Linked DNA regions of Mus musculus: region 2 is linked to region 1. The links are chromatin contacts, called in public HiChIP or PLAC-seq maps. All regions are on one chromosome and are shown on one strand. The core of a region is the stretch at or near the end of the contact, and the rest is flanking DNA. Distances in the headings are between cores, read along the strand shown.

The links. HiChIP or PLAC-seq counts read pairs in DNA pulled down with a chosen protein or histone mark.
Region 2: a contact with region 1 is called in an H3K4me3 HiChIP or PLAC-seq map of bone marrow-derived macrophages, with 4 times the contacts expected there. The contact joins two enhancer-like sites. A contact is called at or near these places in 4 of 115 datasets of contacts at active chromatin or transcription factors (acute myeloid leukemia, bone marrow-derived macrophages, large pre-B cells and 1 more).

The regions. Positions count from the first base shown.
Region 1 is chr12:32,007,190-32,012,123 of GRCm38.p6, forward strand. The region is part of intron 2 of Prkar2b (protein kinase, cAMP dependent regulatory, type II beta); the gene reads right to left. Among named protein-coding and RNA genes, the nearest start is that of Prkar2b, 52 kb to the right of the region's middle. Within about 2 kb of position 2,237, at least 75 of the 459 cell types and tissues checked have an H3K27ac peak or open chromatin away from gene starts, as enhancers often do. A contact at or near this core is called in bone marrow-derived macrophages and memory CD8 T cells, where this site is marked.
Region 2 is chr12:32,282,226-32,287,159 of GRCm38.p6, forward strand. No RefSeq gene overlaps it. Among named protein-coding and RNA genes, the nearest start is that of Gm33308, 38 kb to the left of the region's middle. Within about 2 kb of position 3,011, at least 31 of the 459 cell types and tissues checked have an H3K27ac peak or open chromatin away from gene starts, as enhancers often do. A contact at or near this core is called in bone marrow-derived macrophages and memory CD8 T cells, where this site is marked.

The DNA of each region.
Region 1 (4,934 bases), core at 987-3,486:
AGACGCCAGATTCGAAAAGTATCACGGGCTTTGAAAGTGGCTGGGGATGTAGCTCAGCGAGGAGAGGAGTTGCTTAGCATGCACAAGGCGTGGGTTTGATCCCCACAACCACATAAATTTGTTATGGCAGGCGGTACAAGCCTGCCATCTCTGCACCCCAGAGGCAGAAGCAGGGGGTTCAAAGTCACCCTTAGCTGAGTCGGAGGCCGCTCTGGACATTAAGATCCTATCTCAAAAATAAAAGCTTTGAGGGCTGGAGAGATGGCCCAGCAGTTTACAGCACTAACTGCTTTTCTAGAGGTCCTGAGTCCAATTCCCAGGAACCAAATGGCAGCTCACAACCATCTGTAACAGAATCTAATGCCCTCTTCTGGTGTGTCTGAAGGTCAACTACGGTGTACGCACGTACATAAAATAAATCTTTTAAAAGATAAAGCCTTTAACATTCTCAAGGTCAATTCAGTAAGTACTCTTCAAGTCCTTCCATCTAAAAACCGATAGTTAAAAAGAGTCCCCAATAATAAATAAAAAATAATTAAGATATGTATTCATGTATGTTATTAATATTTTTAAATTACTCTTTGAGGGGCTAAGAGTACAGCTCAGTTGGTAGAGTGCTTGCCCAGTATGCAGGAGGCCCTAGAATCAATCCCAGGCACCATAGCAACCCGGTGTGACGGCAGCTCTGAGGAGGGAGAAGCAGGAGAATTAGGAATTCAAGGCTGCACAGTGGATCAGAGGCCAGTCTGGACTACATGAGATACTCTTAAAAAAAAAAAGTAAATAAGGTTTCATTTTCGATTAAGAACTTTGCTGTTCAGTAATATCTTATAAAATGTTTTTATAGTCATTTGCAATGCAGGTGTATATTGTATATTTATAAAAAACGTATGCATAAAAGATGGCTGTCAAGGTGGATACCAATGTTTACATAGCAGGTACTGCTCTATAGAAAGATTATGACTATTCTTATTTTCCTACCTACCCTTCCATGTTTTTTTTTTCACTTTACAATCAGAAAGGCAGGCAGATCTCTGTGAGTTCAAAACCGGACTGGTCAACAGATTGAGTCCCAGGACAATAGGGCTATTCAGAGAAACTTTGTCTGGAAACCCATCATCATCATCATCACCACCATCATCACCATCATAATAATTTAAAATGTATTCTCAAACATCTTTAAACATCCATACTTCAAAAAGATTACTAAATTGCCTCAAATTATTCCCATCTCAGGTACAAGAAGGAATTAAAACCACAAGAACGGTATCTTACTAACCATCTTTTTTTTTTTAAGGTATCTCATCTTTTCTCAAATTGGCTTTAATATTTTATACTTCCTAAAAACATACCATCTCTAAAACTAACAGAATCAAGGTGCCAAATTTTTCCCAAATACTTTAGGAAAATAACTCATTAACAATGCCACAGTAAAACTAAAAACTGTTTCTAATAAAACTAACACCATTTATTTGAAAGAACAACATGGTGGGTAGGATGCAGCCCAGTGATCCAGTGGTTGACTAGCACAGAAGGGCCACTCCTCAGTATGAACACCACGTCTATCTCATTCCTGTAATTTTTATGCAGCAAAAAAAAAAAAAAACATCTTTAGCCAGACATGGTGGCACATGCCTTGCACCCCAGCATTTGGGAGGTAGACCTCCGAGTTCTAGGCCAGTCTGGTCTACACAGCAAGTTCCAGGACAGCCTAGTGGAATGAGGAACGTGGTAGGTCCTGCCCCACCCCCACCACCAAAAAGGCAGAGAGGAGTTATCCGGAACTTAGGGGAGGAAATCAGCACTCTGGAAATGAAAGGCATATGATATAGAAGCATTTATTCATAAAAAGACCAGATTTTCAGTTAACACAGTGCAAATCACTGGCATCCCTGCCCAAGGCTGCTCGCTATGCCATTCTAGGTGAACATGGAAACAGACAAAAAACAAAACAAAAACAGACAACACACACTACACACACACACACACACACACACACACACACCACACACACACACAAACACACACACACCACACACACACACACACCACACACCATACACCACACACACACACACCACACACACACACACAAACACACACACACCACACACACACACACACACCACACACCATACACCACACACACACACACACACACACACACTCACTTACCACACACAGTTCCTGCCCTGAGCACTGCTGGTTACAGTGACCTGGGTGAAAGACAAGCAAGAGGCCTGAAGCTTAGAGAGCATAAGATGGTGTCATCCCTAGATTCAGTAAACTAACTAGAAATGTAACGGAAAGCGAGACAGTTAGGAGTCTGGTTACTTTCCCATGTGTCTGAGCTGTGGTTATGCTTTGTGGGGACATAGAAGAAACTGGCAGGGCCCAAGCCGTCTACCTACACCTGGAAGTCAACAGGGCAATAGAGACCATCTCTGTGCAGGCAGAGGGGACATGAGATGACCCAGCAGAGAGTAAATGCCAAACCTCCCCTTGAAAACTGCCTGAAATTTAAATGTTCCCAAACTCACACAGGATCTGTCAGCTGTGAGTGGCTTTTGACCATAACATCAGGCAGACACAAGCCAACCCTCAAAGCCACAAACCACAGCGAGCTGGAACACAGGAATTTAAGCACAGACAAGTCGGCTCTCCCACCTGCCAGGAAGCAACAACCTGGAGAGGGGAGCTCGGGAGCCAGAAACATTACCGTAAAGATCCTAAACTGTCCACAACCTGGAGAGGGGAGCTCAGGATCCAGAAACATTACCGTAAAGATCCTAAACTGTCCACAACCTGGAGAGGGGAGCTCAGGATCCAGAAACATTACCGTAAAGATCCTAAACTGTCCACAACCTGGAGAGGGGAGCTCAGGATCCAGAAACATTACCGTAAAGATCCTAAACTGTCCACAACCTGGAGAGGGGAGCTCGGGATCCAGAAACATTACCGTAAAGATCCTAAACTGTCCAGCTCTTAGCAAACATGACACATGCAGAGAAAAAGTAGATGTGACCCACAGGCTACAAAGAACTGACTGGACACAGAGAAGACTTCAAAGAGGCTATTTCCTTCGTGGAGGCAGAGGAAACCATATCTGATCGGCTGATCAGTGATTCAGTAATCAGCTTCATTAAAGAGAAAATTACAAGAAGGGGTCACAGGGAAAACGTGTTGAAAAATGTAACAACTCGGGTTTGGTTTGGTTCTGAAGTCATTAGAACAGCTCAATGGAAGGAAGAATCGAAGACTAGGGCTAGAGGGATGGCCAGTGAGTAAGTGCTTGCTGCGCATGCGTGAGGTCCATTTCACGTCTCCAGCACCCAAGTAAAGCCAGGTATGGCAGGACACACAGGTAAGCCCAGCACTGGAGAGTGGAGAGACAGGAGGGTCCCAGGGACTCAATGGCCAGTCAGCAAACGGGTTCAGTGAGAGACCCTATCTCAAATAGTAAGGTAGAAAGTGACCGAGGAAGAGGCCGACCATCAACCTCTGGTCTTCACATACACATGCACAGGCAAGTATTTCTGCATCTCTATGTGCACACGTGCATACGGTTCTATAGACACTAAACAAGTGGAGCCAATGTTAAAAGCAGAATCAAAGAACTTGAAAGGCAGATCAATAGAAATTATTCCACTGGAAAAATGAGAGAGCAAAGATGAGTTGTCTAAGAACCCTGTGAAACACTGTGCACCACACTGACAGCGTGTGGAAGTCCCTCTCAAACATGCTACAAAGAGGAGAGGAAGAAACTCTCAGAGATGTTGGCAAACGCTGGGGGTTGGTCTGTCACTATGTATGCCATTGCTAAAGTCTCAACCCCAAGATCTGGTTGTTGTCCAGACAAGTGTGTTCTCACATACACTGGCCTTTGTTGGGTAACCCTTGCTCCCCAGTTTAAAGCTATTGGTTAATAAAAGGCTAGAGCCTGTGATTGGATAGTAGAGAGAGAGAGGTGGAACTTAAAAATCGAATGAGAGAGACCACGGGAAGATGGAAAAAGAAGACAAAGAGATCAGGAGGCCTCCATTAGACAAGATGGACCAGCAGCACGTGGCCCAGAGAAGTGCACCCCAAGGACAGCTGATGGAGCAAAAGCAGCCTGAGCGAGACTCAAACAGTGAGTCACAAGGGACAAAGGGTTTGTATATGTGAGAGAACAGCACAGAACCCGCCCAACCTAGGCTTATAGCTTGTAAACAAAATACCAAGTTTCTGTGTCTTTTATGTGGGCTAGATAGACTATATAATTCATCTATAGGCAAACAAGTTTTACAGTTTTATAACAGTATTTACCTAAGATAGTATACACATCTCTAATCTCAGCATTATGAGGTATAGGGAAGAGGATAAGAAGTCCAAAGCCATGCTGGGCAACTGTCTTAGTCAGGGTTTCTATTCCTGCACAAACATCATGACCAAGAAGCAAGTTGGAGAGGAAAGGGTTTATTCAGCTTACACTTCCATATTGCTGTTCATCACCAAAGGAAGTCAAGACTGGAACTCAAGCAGGTCAGAAAGCAGGAGCTGAAGCAGAGGCCATGGAGGGATGTGCCTTACTGGCTTGCTCAGCCTGCCCTCTTATAGAACCCAAGACTCCCAGCCCAGAGATGGTCCCACCCACAAGGGGCCTTTCCCCCTTGATCACTAATTGAGAAAATGCCTTACAGTTGGATCTCATGGAGGCATTTCCTCAACTGAAGCTCCTTTCTCTGTGATAACTCCAGCTGTGTCAAGTTGACCCAAAACTAGCCAGTACAGCAACTTAAAACCCTGTCGCAAACAGGACAAGACACAAAAAGTCATCAATGTTTAGACCTAAGAAGTCCTATGGGCCTCGGCACAGAACAGACACAAAGACACTACCCATACTAAGCATGGGTTATTCACATTGTTAAAAGTCAAAACCAGAGAAAGCTTCC
Region 2 (4,934 bases), core at 1,761-4,260, 280 kb after region 1:
GAGACAGCAGAATAAGAAAAATCAAGCTAAGTTCAGAGATGCTGGAGAGCCTTCCTAAAGATACCAGGGAAGGTCTAAAGTCAGAATTTATGAACATGACCAGTGGAATGGTTTATAAAGTTGTCACGGGGCATGAAAAACAAAGAGGATCACCCTGATTCCAGACTTGTCCCCCACTCCCGCCACCCATTAGATCCATGGAATGTTTCCCTGTGCCTAACCCTCCAAGGAGGCTCCCCTCTGAAGAATGTAGAGGGTCAGGATGGCGAGGAAGGGGGAAGCACTGGATGGAAGCAAGGGTCTGATGAATATGCAGAGCTGAGCTTGAGTTAATCAATACCAGGTGCCCATGACAGCAGCCAAGGAAAAGCAAACTCACCAGAAACGGTTTGCTCAAGATTCTCTTGCTTTGTATCCTTCACCATAGCCTTGCAGGGGAGTCAATCTAATGGAAGTCAGAGGCAGGGAACCTGAACTCAGCCATTTGGGGAGACATAAGACTGTCTCCTCTGAGGAAATCCAGATGACCAACCGCTGCCAGTCTACCCAGCCTTCCATGTCCATAGCCACAGACAAATGTGAGCTCCCTAGCAGGTGTTTGGAGTATGGAAACTGGACTGACCATGTCAGCCAGTGTGTAATATCCAAGAGAATGAACAAGTAAAGGTGCAACCAAATCTGTAGCAACACAGGAGTTGCTTGGGTACAGTGAGCTCATGTCTGCAAACTCCCAGCATTAAAGACTCAAGCAATCCTGTGTGCACTGATGCAGAAAAACATCTGCACTGTGTTAGTGGGAAATGGAAAGCAGCTTTTGAGATAGCATGCATGTTTTGTGATACTTTAAAAATTATTTGTTTATTGTGTGTGTGTGTGTATGTGGTGTGTGTGTGTGTGTATCTGTGTGGTGCATGTGCGTGTGTGTGTGTGTGTGTGTGTGTGTGTGTGCAGCAGTGTGTCACAGCACAGGGTGGATGGAAGTCATGGGACAATTTTACAGCAGTTGGTGTGTGGCAGGGTCCCATTTGTTTCTGTGGCTGTGCTGCTTATGGGAGCTTCTAGCAGATCCTCCTGACTCCAGGTATCATCTTGTAGAAGTGATGAGATTACAGATGTGCACCACTGCATCTGGCTTCTTATGTGGGTTCCTGGGATTTAACTGATGCTGTCAGACTTGTGCAACAAGTGATTTTACTGGCTGAATATTCTTCCTGGCTTGACACTGCTTTTATTTCTAAGAATAAAAGAAACCTATCTGGAAAGAGCAGAAAGAGCGTGCCACAGACCTGGACACTACTGAGAGGATTTCCATTAGTAAGTGCTGCTTATGTAAAAAAATTGAAATAATGATAGCACTAGAATATAGATACTGACACACACACACACACACACACACACACACCTGGAAAGATACACAAAAATGCCAGTAGGACTTATCTTTAAATCAGTACATTAAGTAACTATACTTGCTCCACTTTTCTGTATTGTGGGATTTTGGGAACTCTGTTTTTAGAAATAGCGATTGGGACTTTTAGAGGCTGCCAGTCAAAAACAGAATAAAATTCATGAAGTCCTGGTGCTTGGAGATGGGAGGATGCAGAGCCAGAACCCTGGGAAGGCAGGGGATGAGACTAGCAAGAGCAATACCTCTAACCTCATTAGTCTGATTGATAACAGTACTAATTTCAGTATAAATATCCTCACCTTTGGGTCCCACACTAGTAATGGAGGAGTTGAGCAGCCTGGCTGGAAACAGCCCCTCCCACACTCATCTGATGACACCGCTGGTGGGAAAGTTCTAGGAAGGTTGGATTCTCTCTGCAGCATACCAGACTTGAGCTCAGCCTTTAAACTGGCCCCTTGGTTATGTGGAGCACAGCTCTGAAGAAGAGGCAGAGATGGGAGGTGAGTGTGGAAGAGGCAGGAGGCAGCTGCACCTCTGGCCTCATCACATGGACAGAATGACTGCTCTGGATTATCTTGAAGGTAGGGGTGGGTGTCCATTTTATTATTTTATTTCATCTATGGGTGTTTGCCAGAAAGCGTCAGTGCACCATGTGCATGAAGCTCCTTCAGAGGCCAGAAGTGTGAGCTGGGAATTGAACCCAGGTCCTCTGGAGGAGAAGCCAGTGCTCTTTATCAGTGAGCCTCTTCAGCCCCCATCTTATTTCTATTAGGAAGCAATTAGTGATTGACCTTTCTTCTCACAACCCTGCTTCTAGATTTCAGCACCTTGGGGCTCTGCTGCAGACAAGGTTGTCTGTGCTTAGGAAGTTGAACCGGGCACTTGTTTTGTCATATGACTAAAAGGACTTAAGGGGAGAAGAGTTAAGTTTAGTTTACAGTTTCAGGGTTCAGTCCTTCATGACAAGGGAGTCATCTGGCCACATCCCATTAACAGAAAGAAGGAAGAGGGAGAGAGGGAGGAGGGAGGCAGTCATGGAGGTAAAGAGGCAGGGAGGGAGAGAGGGGGTTGGGTAGGTCTAGGATCCTAGCCTATAGATGGGAACTGCCCACGATTAAGGTGACTCTTCACACCTCAGTAAACCTAAATCTATTTAATTCCTCACAGGTGTACCTGGAGGCTTGATTTTACATCTTGTCAAGTTGACAGCATTAACTACCACAGTTGGGGTGAGAACGCTGTTAGGAGCAGACAGATGAAAACGAGGCGATGACAAGGTCCACCTTTCCATCCCTGCAAAGGCAGTCTGCTCCAAACACGATTCTCCCTCTCCTGATTTCATTTTGATTGTGTCCAGTTCCTGGCCACATTCTCATCATGTTTATCTTTGCAGTTGCCTTTTGTTTAAATGGACCGAACTGGAAAGTCAGGCTGTGCCCTTCAAAACTATAAAAGTCAGGAAAAGAAGAGTTTTCTCCCTGCATTACAGTCCCTGGGGTGGACATTTTATTGTGTGTCCCTTGACATGGGGTAAGTCAGCATTCCCCAGGGGCTGGTAGTTTCTTCCGTGTAGCTAAAGGATAAGAAACCATAGCTGTGGTTGCAGAGCAACAGTGAGAGAAGGCTATGAGGGTGTGATCACCTACAGAGAAGAGACCACAGGAGGAAGTGTGTGGCTGACTTCTGCAGTTTTGTAGTTCAAGTCTAGAATAACTTTGCTTTTTAAAATAAAAGCCTTGTAGAGCTGGGGAGATGGCATTGGCTTGTTCTTCCAATCCAGTTTCAGGTCACAGCATCCACATGACTACCTGTAATGGTCTTCTGTACCAGGGGATTTGGCATCCTCTTCTGGCCTCCTGGGCACAAGGGATGCAGGTGATGAACTTAAATACATGTAAACAGAACACTCATACACTTAATAAATAAATCTTTAAAAGAAAAGCTTTGCATCTTTAACACATAGATAACATTAAAAGCTTTATTGAGTCAGTACCTGCTAGTTTTAACTCTTTCGTTCTGTTATTCTTTAAAATAATATTTTTGTTAATTATTGGAGAAATCCACACAATGTATTTTAATCATACTCACACCCCTCTCCTAACTCCTCCAAGATCCTCCCCCATATTTCTACCCACCACACTTCATGTTCTCCTTGCCCCCATGTGAGTCTAGTTTGTGTTGGCTGACTGACTACGCCTGAGAGTGGGGTCTGCCATGAAGTGTGGTCAACATACCAGGTGTTACACCATTAAAGAAAACCTATTTCCCCTCTCCAGTAGCAATTAAATACCAATAGCTCCTGACTAGTGTTGAAACATCATGCCTATCTCCTCTTCTCTGTACTGGGATTTTTCTGACTTAACTTGTACATTGCTGAGTGGGTATTTGCCCTATTGTGTCTGGAGAACACTGGCTTTTTTGAAGCTACCCACCATCTTTTAGCTCTTAGCATCTTTTCTCCCCTGTTCCACTTACATCCCTAAGCTTTGAGTGGGCTGGGCACTCTTAAGTCTCTATTCTATGAACATTGGCCAGAGGTGGTCTCCATGAATTGCCATCACTGCAAGAAACTCTTCTGGTGAGAGCTGAGAGATGCTCTGGTCTATGGGGAGAGCAGTAAGTCAGTAGGAATCAGTTTATTGTTATGTCTATTTAGAAGAAAAAGAGTAGTAGGTTTCCCTCTCTTAAGCTGCAGGTTCATGGCTTCATTAAAAAGGTCAGGTATGGGTTCCATCTGCTAGAGCTGGCTTTATATTCAATAAAAAGTGACAGGTTACTCTGGTGACACTGTTGCACCAGTGGGCATGTCGTTCCAGGCCCTTATCAGAGCTCTGAGCATTTATAGCTGGGTAGGATTGATTATTGCTTTTCTCTTTAGTAGAGTGCATAACACCTTCTAAGGACCATGAATAGCTTTGTTAATTTTTTTAAAGGGGGAAGCATAGATGAATTGAAAAACATCTATCTATCTATCTATCTATCTATCTATCTATCTATCTATCATCTATCTATCTATCTATCTATCATCTATCTATCTATCTGCGAGGATATTAGAAACTTTTTTTTTTGTTTAGATACATTTTATGTCAAGTATGAATATTTTTACATATAAATGTGTTTTTTCCCCTAATTACTATTTTGGGTTTTAGTAAATTCATTATCACTGAATGATGGGAGAGGCCAAGATGTTTTTGCAGTTTAGAAATAGAATTCTATAGAACAGCTGTGTTTCCTTGATAGGAACAGTAGATCATTTGTGGGCTGGGCTGGGCTGGCAAAAAACAACCAAGTTCTGAATTAGTAAAGCTTATATTTCTCCTGCTGAGCAGAGAGACAGCTTGTTAGGATGGTTCTCAAGGGTGGCGCGTCGGGTGATGGAGGGTGGGGGGTTGAGGGGGGGGGTGGGGGTGGGGGGGCACGTCACAGCAAGGGTTTCTTAGGAGCTGGTGCTCAGGCTGGGTGTAGTGGCCCTGTTTAAGGATACAGTGGTGGAGAGGGATGAGAAGGACACATTTTAGGATTGCAATTC